2 separate regions of the Bicyclus anynana genome follow, and region 2 is linked to region 1. The links are chromatin contacts, called in public Hi-C maps. All regions are on one chromosome and are shown on one strand. The core of a region is the stretch at or near the end of the contact, and the rest is flanking DNA. Distances in the headings are between cores, read along the strand shown. Region 1 holds the start of LOC112046422 (protein distal antenna). Region 2 has its middle 4.6 kb from the start of LOC112046455.

Evidence for each region. A called contact is a pair of places that touch in the nucleus more often than the background predicts.
Region 2: a Hi-C map of whole body shows a contact between it and region 1, with 2.4 times the contacts expected there. The contact joins the enhancer-like site here to the promoter of LOC112046422 in region 1. A contact is called at or near these places in 2 of 2 Hi-C or Micro-C datasets (whole body and whole larva).

What each region holds. Positions count from the first base shown.
Region 1 is chr21:11,292,094-11,299,200 of ilBicAnyn1.1, reverse strand. It overlaps LOC112046422 (protein distal antenna), which reads left to right and starts at 5,297. Exons shown (of 2, transcript XM_024083034.2): 1 at 5,297-5,733. The coding sequence starts at 5,312.
Region 2 is chr21:11,389,747-11,396,757 of ilBicAnyn1.1, reverse strand. No RefSeq gene overlaps it. Among protein-coding and RNA genes, the nearest start is that of LOC112046455, 4.6 kb to the left of the region's middle. Within about 2 kb of position 3,232, at least 8 of the 8 cell types and tissues checked have open chromatin away from gene starts, as enhancers often do.

The sequences.
Region 1 (7,107 bases), core at 4,048-6,547:
TATTTTTAACCGACTTCCAAAAAGGAGGAGGTTCTACTTTCGGCTGTATGTATGTTTTTTTTTTATGTATGTCCAGCGATAATTTCGCCATTTATTCATATTTTTTACAAGTTAGCCCTTGATTACAATCGCACCTAATGAAGGTAAGTGATGATGCAATCTAAGATGGAAGCGGACTAACTTGTTAAAAGTATGAAAATCTACACCCCTTTCGGTTTCTACACGACATCGTACCGGAATGCTAAATTGCTTGGCGGTACGCCTCCCGCCAGCCAGACCTGGACCAATTAAGAAAACGTCAATCAGTCCAGCCGGGGATCGAACCCAGGACCTTCTTATAAATTCACCGCGCATACCACTGCGCCACGGAGGCCGTCAAAGGTAAAAATAGAGTGATGGTGGTGATTAATAAGTATAAAGATAGTGTTGTACGAGTGTAGTATGTATATATAGTAGGTATGCATGTACTGGCATCCGCGTGTAACTCAGGTGCGGCTGTGTGGTGGCGTGCACAGATAGCCGGCCTACACGTCTATGTGTGAGTGGCATTCGGAGAGTGGCGTCTAAAAATTCAAGTCGCGGCGTCAGCGAGTGCAGCCGGTCTCGCGCCATCGGGCTAATGAGTGGGGGGTCGTGTGAGGCGAGGGGGGTTAGCGGCCCGGCGGGAGGCGGGGGGTCGCGGTAATGGCGCGCGGCGTCGGATGTCGCCGGGGGGTGCCGCGCCGCGCCGCCGATAACAAAATCACTAGAGAACGTGGACGCAGATGTCGGACGGACACTTGAGATGGATGCGCTGCGAATATTTTTGTTTGTTCACGCTTGTTGAGCTATTTGTAAATGACCATTGCTGCTTGACAGTCCTTAGTGAAACCGCCGTGAACCGATAGTAGAGTCACTACAAACAGACAAGCTTGACGTTTCAAAAGTGTTTCTAAACTAATAAACTTAGAGAATTGATTTTAATTCAAAATAAAACGAGCTAGAAACATTGATTAATTAAAGTATGATTCAAAATCACTCATAAAATTATAGATATGAAAAATATCACCACCTACTATATACAAAATGATAAAAATATGTAGGTACCTAAACCTAAATATTATAGTCATTTAGCCATTAAATCATAATTAAAAATAATGTATTAGTCCTTTGTTGATTTACAATCAGTATCAACTGTCTATTAATTTTGTTCTATTTCAGTATATTGTTTTTCATACAGATGTTTCCTTTTACACAAATAAACAGTAGCTTATTTTGCTTTCGTGTAAATATTCAATACATTTATTATAAGGTGAGTAAATCTACAATAAAAATATAATAATATGCCGCATCCACCAATAGATAACGCTCTGTAAACATCGCCAATGCCCAAAATACAGTGCGGGCGACGCGCCGTAAATCGCGCGCTCGGAGGGCCTTAGTGGCCTCGAGTTGGCACAAACATACCTACCGCCTGCCTCGCCGCTCGCCGGCTAGCTACCTCTACCCGTGACGTCACACTAGCGACACATGTCGCTCAACAACTCGCTGCACCGCATCGCGCGATCAGTCTCAGTGACCAAGTTGGCCGCCTGCCTCGCCGCTCGCCGGCTAGCTACCTCTACCCGTGACGTCACACTAGCGACACATGTCGCTCAACAACTCGCTGCACCGCATCGCGCGATCAGTCTCAGTGACCAAGTTGGCCGCCTGCCTCGCCGCTCGCCGGCTAGCTACCTCTACCCGTGACGTCACACTAGCGACACATGTCGCTCAACAACTCGCTGCACCGCATCGCGCGATCTGAATCTCAGTGACCGAGTTGACCGCCTGCCTCTCCGCTCGCTACCTCTGCCCGTGACGTCACACTAGCGACACATGTCGCTCAACAACTCGTTGCACCGCATCGCACGATCTGAATCTCAGTGACCGAGTTGACCGCCTGCCTCTTCGCTCACCGGCTAGCTACCTTTACCCGTGATGTCACACTAGCGACACATGTCGCCTAACAATTCGCTGCACCTCATCGCGCGGTCAGAATCTCAGTGACCAAGTTGACCGCCTGCCTCTCCGCTCGCCGGCTAGCAACCTCTACCCGTGACGTCACACTAGCGACACATGTCGCTCAACATTTAGCTGCATCTCATCGCGCGGTCAGAATCTCAGTTTCTGAGTTGACCGCCTGCCTCTCCGCTCGCCGGCTAGCTACCTCTACCCGTGACGTCACACTAGCGACACATGTCGCTAAACAACTCGCTGCACCGCATCGCGCGATCAGTCTCAGCCTCGTATTGACACAGATATGCGTAGCACCTGCCTCGCTACCTTCTACCTCGCCTGCGGGCTAGCTACCTCTACCCGTGACGTCATAGCCACAGTGACAGCATACCGGGCGAGCAGAGCAAGACAAAAAGTACCGAGACAAAATGTCCTTAGTGTGAGAGCCCACTATAGCTAACGCAAAAACATGCCACAGCAAAAACAGTTAGCTAACCGCGCCTTAGGTGGGATCTGCAGAGGAAAACGTATGTACCTACCTACCATGAGATATTATTAAACCTAGGCACCTACCTACTGAGATAAAAGGGTAAAATATATCTAGGAGGAATAACATAAATACCCAAGGAAGTAGGTATGTTTATAGTATTATACGAATGTTATGTGGTCTACTTATGTATGGATTAATCATATACCATCGTTATATTATGTATTAATTATTATTATTAAGTATTACTTAAGACTTCGTTGGTTCAGTGGTTAGCCTATGTGGTTTCAGATCATGAGGTTCTGGGTTCGAGTCTGGGTCAGTCTTCGACATACTGAGCTAGATTTTTCATAAAACTCAGCCAGAAGTTAGTAGTTGGTGAAGACGAAGACGCCTTGGAGCACACGCTAAGTCGCTGGTTCCGGTCATTATAATTGGAGACAAGACGCGTACCATGTTGCCTGATATTATTAGGATATTAAAGTTAAAGGGTTTAACATTATCGCACCCTCAGGCTTAGCCCGCCAACCTGCATTGGAGCAGTGTGGTGGAAATGCTCATATCGATGGAAGGGATACATGGGGTACCTTACCTTTTATTACATTAATTATACATAGGTATAGAAGAGGGCTTGGCTGCAATCATACTTGACAATAAGCGATGATGCAGCCTATGGTGGAACGCGCTTGCCTAGAAGGTGCCTAATCACAATAATGGATTTGAAAAAAAACCTACAACATAGGTCATATACCTATGTTGTAGGTTTTGTAGGTTAATTCACAATTTAGCCCTTGACTACAATCTCACCTGATGATAAGTGATGATGCAATCTAAGATGGAAGCGGGCTATCTTGTTAGGAGGAGGATGATAATCCACACCCCTTTCGGTTTATACACAACGTCGTACCGGAACGCTAAATCACTTGGCGGTACGTCTTTGCCGGTAGGGAGGTAACTAGCCACGGCTGAAGCCTTCCACCAGCCAGACCATTTAAGAAATACCGCAAACGGCACAGCCGGGGATCGAACTCAGGACCACCGTCTAGTAAATCCACCGCGCATACTACTACGTCACGAAGGCCGTCAAAACCGAGGTGGTAGGGAAAACGGAAGCTGGAAGGGCATTCCATAACTTGATAGTGCGAATCAGGAACGAAGAACTGAAACGCTTCATACGCGTCAAAGGGACATCAAGTACGTATGGATGCAGACCTTTGCGATAATTGGCAGTTCTTTGGTAGAAAAGTGAAGAAGGAACTAGATCGAAAACTAGCTAACTACAGTTTTTTTTTTACTTGAGAATGTAATTTACTTGAGAATGTAACTATTTATAATAATTTTACTCATTAAAACATGACAAGTAGATAAATACGTGTAACTACATATCAATAATTTTTTTTTCTTATGTTTCTGTTTTGCTTGTTTTCTTTTATTTTTTATGGTGTATAAATAAAGAGTATTAAATAAATAAAATAAATAAATAATTTAAGACCAAATCATACGAAATCAGAACAATTCTAATAACACTTAGCATTGCATTTAATAGCATACCTATTTATAGATAAAATATTATTCATAATTTTATAATAATTTTAAATTATTACTTTCTCGCGAGATATTAATGTTGCCCGTATTAGATTTCAACGCGAGCGAAGCCGCTGGATCAGCTAGTGATGGTAGACATTGATTAGCAAAACAAAATAATATATTATACTCACGTTATGTTAGAATACAATTATAGTATGAATACTATAATTGTATTAGTATTTTATTAGTGTTATATTAAACTTTCAGCTTTTATTAAATGAAGACGGTCTGGCCACTGCAGATTCTGAGACCACCCAAACTGTTCCCACGAAGTCGGCTACATGGTTTCCTTAACTTTTTTTTTTCAGTTACAACAACTAAGTACCTACCTAGAATAAGTTTGTATATCACTAGTTCGAAATACCTACCCTACAAACTTTCATCTTTGTTTCTACCCCTTTCATTTTTTTTTATTTTTGCGTAAATATGTATGCATGGATAGCCTTGTCCACAGACGTATTTTTTGTATTTAGCAAACAGATAGACAGATTTTTTTAACATTCATACGTAATGCAGCATGGTTAGGTACAGGTTAAAATTGATAATAATATACCTAGAAAAGTTATTGTTTGCAGTTTTACATTCATTAGGTACCTATACCGATTGATTTACCTACCTACCAAATACCAAAGTATTAAAGAAATTCTACAAAAATAGGATCAACTAGGTACTTACACTTACTCGTAATAACTGTTTATACAACAAAAGGTTTTGTTACAAATATTGATGTAGATACCTATCGCACGGTATACTAATTGTATTGTGCCTATGGATATGGATGCCATGGACATTATAGAAAATGTGCTTAAAAAATAGGTAGATAAAAAAAGCCTACCTTTAAAATTTATAAGAACATCCAATTGTGTCGTCTATTGTTTAAAGTAAACGATTATGAGTTTAGGATATAGGATTACGTAGGAACTACCTAAGTAGGTAACTATTCAGATTTTTTAAATAAAAAAATGAAATGAACCGTTTTACTAAGTTACTTAATAAGAAAAGTGTTACTAAACAATATCAAGTTGCAAAATCATAGCATCCAAACATGTTAATTTATTCAGAAATACACAAATAAACAATGCACAAGTTGTAATAATTACGACTATTCACCGCTAACTATTAGTTGCCGAGACAGCCGCGAGACGCACCGAGTCATTACGAGATAAAGTTTAGAAAAGTTGCCGGCGTGCGGAAAAGTTGAGTGAACTTCGGGCGGGCGATAAAACTTTTGCCGTCCGCGATCTTTTCGGTAGAAAGTTGATGCGCGGAGAATTAATTGCGTTAATAAAGTGCGGAGGCCGGTCGCCGGTGTTTACGGCTCGCGGGGTCCGCGGGGCGCGGCGGGGGCGCGGGGGCGCGGGCGGGCGCCGGACGGACACAAAGGAGAGGCGCGGCCGGCGGACGGCGGACCGCGGCTGGCCTTATCACCACCGGCACACAGTCGCCGCGCGCGCCCCGCGACGAACGTATCGTGCCGTGCCGCCGCCCGAAGGACAACTGCCGACCGAACTAGTGTTGCCGTGTTGCGTGATAGTGAGTGAAACCCTAAACTGTGGAACACGTGCCGCGTTTGCGCATACCTGCATCGCTTGTGCCGTTTGTGCCGTGCCGTGCCGTTTGTGCTGCGGCGCAACGGCTGGCTCCGCGAAAATTGTAAACACAACACACGTGCCGGCTCGCAAGTAAGTTGACAACTTTTCACTGCGTTAGTCTGTAAACTCGCTAGACGAATTAATTTTGGCTCCGTTTTTGATTGTTGCACTTATTTTTAAAGTTACGAGTATATCTCTATTGTCATAATCTATCAACATCAACACTTTCCACTGTGTAAACTGTGACTTAAATCACGAGCAAACTTTAAGTAATACTTTTGCAAGTAATCACCAAAGTTTTCATATATTTATTAGATAACACACTAACTGTCTAAGAAAACGAAAATTACTTTGCTGTAACAATTTTTCAAAGGTATTCTTAATTGACAAATTTTGAAAAATTATAAACCACTACATAATTTTCATGGTGTTATAATGATGACTGAATAGCTTTTTCACTTACAGACATTTTGTTTCATTTGCCAATGCAATTTTGCTAAAGTGTTTTTAAAATTAAAACACTTAAGTAAAGTCCTTAATAAAGACATGAAACTTTGCATCTTCCACTTCTTCTTAAATCAAAATATTATATTAATTATGTTAAATTATACTGAAGGAAGCTTTCGTTATCCCAAATGATTTTGAAATATAAATAAATGAGTTATTTTATTATACTAATTCATAGTCTTGATTAAAAATTGAATAATTCTCGCCAGAATAGTTAAATTTTTGCCTAAGAATATGTAAACTCCTAAAAAGTCCTGTCGAAAATGCTATTTTTATATTAAATATCGGATTTTGATTATAGTTCCGTAGGTGTAATGCCGACGGAAAAGTGCGTAAAAAATAAGAATTCAAACTTAGCGCGTTCATTATAGGAAACTTTTCTGAGATTTCTCATTCGTAATCTATAAGACTTGCCATATTCGTACCTAATTACCTAAGCCTATCGAATTTTAGTTCTATCACAAAGTTGACTAAAAATTAACAAAACTATTAGATAACTCCAATCCGTCAATCTTCATTTTTCACTTTGTGCGCCAAAGAAAATCGCCTAATTACTACAGCCAAGTAGTTTTGATAGTTGAAATGTTTTAACTAAAAATCATTCAAATAATTTCAATTTCAATATAAAATATGTAAAACAAAGTAAAATGTACATAAAAGTGGTGTAAATATTGCAATAATAAACATAAGTATGTAATTATAAACGTACGTTTGACCATACCTGGTAATGATATTAATTTCCTATGTTACCTCTAAATTAATAGATAATTTAGATAATTAATGCAAAAGCGATAATCTGACAATAAAAATGGTATTCTATAGAACGTTATAGACCGCATGGTCAAAAACTATAATAGAATTCATTCATAATGCAGTGATTGTTTTGTACACAAAAGTTTATAAAACTAAAATATTATTTCCTGTGACATGCAATGCCATCTGTCGGCGACTGCGAGA
Region 2 (7,011 bases), core at 1,983-4,482, 100 kb before region 1:
TCAATACATTCGAAATGTGTTGAAACTTGGCAACTACACTGTTTCTGTTTTGTTGGTCCAGCAGTTAGACTATGCTGCTCTGGATCATTAACTCCTAGGTTTGAGTTCTGTATCAAGCTACAAAAAAAATAGTAAGTATTTCGTAATTCCAAGTAGTAACAGCCTATAGTTAGGAAACAAAGAAACCACCAAGTTAAAAATAAAAGAAAAAATCATAAATAAACTCAAAATCAATTCTAAAATATTTTGTGTGGTAAGTAAAATAATAAGGCAATTTTCTGCGAGAGTGCAGCGCACAACAACTCTTGCATAGTGTGCAGGTGAAGCGACAATTAGCACCATAAAATGATTGACACCACATATTACATACAGCTGTTTTTCAATGTTTACATTTAAATTATATACCAAAACATGTTCGCGTGTTTTGTACACGTTTGTTCGCAAAGTTAAGTGATGCGACAATTAGCAGCATGGGATAATTGGCAACATATTTGACACACTTATGTTTTTCAGCTATAAAAATATATAACCGTTAAATATCCCGTTATAGACCAAATGGTCACCAACTTTTTTACGATAACGCGTCGCGAGTCGTCTCCCGCGCAGGCGGAGGCACGATCCGGCAGCGCGGCCGCCCTTGCGAAGGTGACGCGACAATTAGCGTCGCGCGGTCATCGGCCGGGCGCGGCGGCCGCGGCTGGCGCGATGTCAACGATTCCGATCGCGATAGCGTGACCGGACGCGACGCCCGCGCGCGCTCGCGGGTAGTGCGACGCACGAATACGTTATCGATGTTCTGTTTCTTTTGTCCAAAAAAATAAATAAATAAAACATACACACATTACTATCTAACCCCAAAGATTTTTAATTTAATAATTTTATGATAAATATTTATATACTACATACAAATACTTAAATAATGTATAAATACACCTAGCCGCCGGAAATTACCCATGCTGGTCACACAATTTTTTCCAGTTGAAGTGAGTATTCCAGGGAATCGAACCCACGACCATGGATGCAGAAAGCATAATAAAACATAAAGACTACCCACTGCGCCACGAGGCTGTCTAGTATCTATATCCTACTAATCCTACTTCCTACTAATATTATAAAAGCGAAAGTTTGTATGGATGTTTGGATGTATGTTTAGATGTTTGGATGTTTGTTACTCTATAACGCCGCTACTACTGAAGCGATGTAGCTGAAATTTGACATGGAAATAGACTTTACTCTTGGTTAGCACATAGGCTACTTTTTATTCCGAAAAAAAATCATGGTTTCTCGAGATTTGCGAAAACTGATGATTTTGATGATATGAATGTTTGTTACTCTTTCACGCCTCAACTACTGAACCGAATTAGCTGAAATTTGGTATTAAGGTATATTATAGTCTGGATTAACACATAGACTACTTTTATCCCGGAAAATTCATCGTTTCCGAGGGATTTGTGAAAAACTGAATTCCACGCGGACGAAGTCGCGGACGTCCGCTAGTAAATCATATTTGTTTAATGTGACGTTTATTCCCCTCCATTACTTGTAAAGGCAGTTAAGATTAGTTGCGACAATAGTGCAAATAGTTTTTTTTTTTAAATACTATCAAACACATTAACCATAGGTACATACCGTTGGTGACTCATTGTAATATAATTTAACACTAGTACAGGAATTGTTGTGACTAGCATCTAGGCTTAAACATTTTATATTGTATTCACGTCATGTAAACTTACACCGTACTTATTACCGTAAATGCACGATACTGAAAGTCGATATTCTAAAATTCTAAATCATAAATTCATTAGGCCTTGAAAATATCGACAAATGTATCCCCCATCACTAAACGAGAGGCATGTCGCCGCCATACCCGCCAAATCACGCTACTAAAACGCGTCTCAAACTGGCCATCGATTAGTAGAGACCAAATAAAAAATTGGAAACTTTCCAAAGGACAACCGTATCGGCCAAATGAAAAAGAACACTTTTTTGCCGTTCAATAACGAATAATATTATTTTAGACTAAACACTTAAATGAAACTCTTACAAGTTATTCCTGGAATTTGAGGTCCCGCGAATTTATTTTTCATACAGCAAAATATAATATTAATTATTAACTTGAGAATTTTTAACCGACTTAAAAAAGCAGGTTCTCTATTATACCCCTATTTTGTATATGTACCTACCTATGTTTATCTACGATTATGCCGCGTATGACTAAATCGTTTTTGATGTGATTTTCAGAGAAGCATATGTTATTAGTAAGTAACGGACGCCTGCGATTCCGTTCTCATGAAATTCTGTTGCCATAGATATTTCTGGAATGAACAGTCTATGTTCTGAACTGTATAGGTTTTTTATACTTATATGTGTAGTAATTTTCTTCATAGACTAGATATTCAATTTTAACGTCTATCGGTATATATAGGTAGGCTAAGGTATCATTTACTCGGGCGAGCAAGTACGTGCTCATGAGAGTATTGAGTATTCTTCGGCGTATAAACGTAATGTATGCTCGGAGACGTGAGGCACAGGTGCCGTTCGCCGCGCGCATCGATCTCGGCACAAATACGATAATGCCGGGTATTGCCTACCCCGCGGACTGACCCGGGGACAAGCGGACCGCGTTGTTTTATCCGAATAACAAAGAAGGGTTAACTCTTTTTTTTATTCATTACCAGTTAGTCTTTGACTACAATCTCACCTTATAGTAAGTGATGATGCAATTTAAGATGGAAGCGGGGTACCTTGTTAGTAGAAGGATGAAAATCCATACCCCTTTCGGTTTCTACGCGACCGGAACGCTAAATCGCTTAGCGATACGTCTTTGCCGGTAGGGTGGTAACTAGCCACGGACGAACCTCCCACCAGGCAGACCTGGACCAACTAAGGAAACCTAAATGAAGAAAGAAAGAAAGAAAAGATCTTTTTTTTAAGTAATGCCACATATCACATTAAATCTAAATTATAACATATTATGGCTTAACTGTCCACTCAAACAGTGGAGCACTAAAGAATGCCCTGTAATATGTGGCACAACCTAGAAAAAGGCCCCAACTCAGCATTTTGCCGCATACTTTCAATAAAAAAAGAGTGACTAGACAATAAATCGGCCCAGACGGGGATGGAACCCAGGGTCTTCGTATTCTAAGGACAAGGATCAGAGATGGAGGTGGTCACTACCCTCACACATGAGGATTACGACTCACGGAAGAGGATACAATGAATACGTACAGATATTTGTTTGGTACGTACGACGCGGATCTAAGGACGGCTACTATAATAGTCCGAGTATACTACACGTTATGGTTGTGCCTACGTTTACTAGTAACATTAGTTTGTATCCGCCATTCGCTCGTGACCGGTGTCGCGTAAATATTGCCTACGCGCGGCAAAAATACACGCGATCCGCGGCCGTCAGCGATAACGTGCCGCCCACCACACTTCACCCGCTGCGACACTCGGACTGACAATCGTACAGTAGCGTAACTACCGGGTCTTTGTATTGATCATTTCATGACATCTGATCATGACAAGAAATTGAAAAGACCCGTCGCCTATGCCACGCCTGCAATGACAATCGTACAGTATCCTAGTGGCTTGGTATTTTATTAAATGGAAAAGACCTGCTATACTCTTTACCAGCCACCAAACTCGTACTGACAACCATAACTTGCAGTATGTATCACCTTGGGATCACCAGTAACATTAGTTTCTGTTAGACCCGCCCTCCGCTCGTGACCGGTGTCGCGTGGATATTGCCTACACGTGGCAAAAATAAACGCGATCCGCGGCCGTCAGCGATAACGCGCCGCCCACTTCACCCGCTGTTACACTCGGACTAACAATCGTGCAGTACCATAGTGGGTCTTGAAGTTGATCACTCCATGAAGGCTGATCATTTGTCATGATATTTAAAAGATTTACACTATACCAAGAAGCCTCAACACTTGCACTGACAACCGTACAGTACCGTATCGACCGGGTCTTGATATTAATCACTTCATGATACCCGATCGTTTCATGAAATGGAAATACTCGCCACCTACTACAGTCATTACAAAAGGGAGCGCTATCACCTTGTTGGCGCTATTACTTCTGTTTCCCTTATCTGTATACAAGCGTTTAATAGACGGTACTTACACAAAACTGAAGGATCATAATGCTAAAACATATTATTAAATGATCATCTCCCCGTGAGCAGTTGATAAGCAATGGTTATTTTATGAACGGGTTTCGAAGTTTTGTATCACAATATAGTGTTTTGTAAGTTTTGTAAACAATTTAACAATACGTTCCTGCTATGTTAACGTTCCTTTACATACACAAAGGCGTTAGACAACTTACTACAACATCAAACAGTCTATTGGGTAAGGCAAAAGGCAAACAAAAAAATACGAACTGTACGATAGCTAAACCGCGTCACAACCGTGGCGTCCCTACATAAGCGCATACTATTTCTGTATATGTGCAGCGCCGTTCGCTCATTAGCGAGTGCGCGGCAAATATAGCGCTGACGAAAACTACCTACCTCGAGAAAATGCAGCCGCGTGCCATTCCTGACGGCGAATGGGTTTTTTCAACTGAAACGTTCGCGGTTTAACGATGATTAACTGCTTTAGAAGTACACGGAGGATTTTAGGGGCGGCAAATTCTTTCTATTCTACAAAAATAAAGAAAATGTAACGATAATTTTAATATTAAAACGTGCGTCCTGTACAGTCCTACTAAAATATTAAAACTTGCAATTTTATTGACACAATTTAAGGTAATTGTTTATTGTTTGCGAACTAGGATACCTATTCAATTTCAGAGTTTAGTAGGGGCTGCAAAAATTCAATAGCCTACTGGCGGTAAATTTGTAAATCCGCCACTGGAGTAGTTAGTATAAAGTCTTTGTTAGCAGCTTATTTTAATGGTCCACTATAGAACCAGGCCTCCCTCTTACAATAGAGGATATGGAGCTAATACGCTTTTTCAACGCGGGTTGGGCAAAGGAAGAAATAAGAGAATAAAAAACAAAAAAGAACAGCATTCGATGTGCCACTTTTAAGTTTAACTTTTTTCAAGTCAAATGAAATTTTAAATACTAAATTTTTCATGTAAAAACGTTTCAAAAAAATTGTAAAAAATCGGTTGTCTGTAAAGTCGGTTACTGACGTTAGTTGAACGTGACAACGTTATAAGAAAATACTGATGGATGGATGAATGGTTGCATTTTTCAAAAGATAATGTTCGGTTTTCTAAAATACTGTTTACTAATAATCTTAATAGAACCCTAGAGCGAGGGAACGACGCATGACGTCATCTTTTTGTGTGTGCAGCCGGCTCCATAGAATTATAAGACGTTGTCATGTCAAAAAACATTTTCAATCTAGTAGCACGATTAGTTCATCATCGTGCTACTAGATAAGAACATCAAAAAAAAAAGTGTCAACTAGCCTATCGCGTGTATGTAAATACGCATCGATACACCGGATTATACGACAATGCTATACGTATACATTACACGTACACGACAATGCTATACGTATACATTACACATATACGACAATGCTATACGTATACATTACACATATACGACAATGCTATACGTATACATTACACATATACACGGCGCCTCGATATCAGATAGCGAACTAAATTTATACCGAGCGGTGAGTGCAAAAGGCGAGCTCATAAAAACCGCGGCACGGTTGATTACAAAACGGCGACGATGTTGGTGTTACCATGATTTCTATATTATATGGGACTAGTCCTGATTTATAAGGTTAACTAGCTGACGCCGCTCAGTTTCACCCGCGTGGTTCCCGTTCCCGTAGGAATACGGGGATAATATATAGCCTATAGCCTTCCTCGATAAATGCTATCTAACACTGAAAGAATTTTTCAAATCGGATCAGTAGTTCCTGAGATTAGCGCGTTCAATCAAAAAAACACACAAACATACAAACAAACTCTTCACCTTTATAATATTAGTATAGATTACGTACACATGAATTAGATTTGAAATTATAATCTAGTCAATTTAACTCCTAAAATATATGTAAAGCTATGTAATTTACATGCTTTACCGGTTAATATTTGCTAATTTTATGAAAAACATTTATTTTTTCTGAAAACCCCGAAAATCTGATTTTATTTTACCAGTTATTTTATTTTTATTTTTTGAAGGGGATTTGTAGTTAAGAACCACCACGCTATTCCAATGTGTGTGTGTGTATGTGTGCTAGCTTAGTTTTTGGTTAACTTGGTTTTGATGTAGGTACTGGTCGAACATCTGAGATATTTTTGTACCTCTTATTTTGCGACTGCGATCATCTTTTTTGCATATCGTAGAACCCTGTACTTTGAGCACAAAGCTAGTATACTTAATTCGATCTATCTATTTGTTTACTTTACTGCATCTACAAAATTACTAAGTTGAACAGAAGTTTATTTGATGATTATTTGGTGATTTTAGTTTTACATCGATCATAACCAATATTACACTGAATTGTAATGTTCTACTGTCACATTCCTTAAGTGCCCTTTGTTAAGAAAATTCTGATTTCCGTCAAATACCATTGAGCATATTATACACCACAAAACAAGTAAACAAACAAACAAAACATAGTGTCCCAAAGTGTCCGATCGTGTGGCGACCCTGTCCGGGTTTACGGGCGCAGCGCGCACCGGCGGCGTACCGTGCAGCAGCGCCTGCGAGGGTAGTTTTTCGCGTCCCCGCCACATAAATAAGCGATCACCCGCACGCCCCGCACCGCCGCCGCACCCCCGCGCACACCCGCTCGTAAACTAAGCGCAGATAGCGCGAGGACTTAATGGCTGATCGGATTTTGATTAGCGAAGGCCGGCGACGCAACCCCGCTCTCTGCGCCGAATTTAAATAGATAAGTTGGACCGGGAGCTTGCTGTAACCAGACATACTTCTACCTCATTTAATGCCAATTATGAAGTATGGACTTATATGACTATGGAAAGTAGCACCATGGAAAGTAGCAGGTTTCAAGGTCA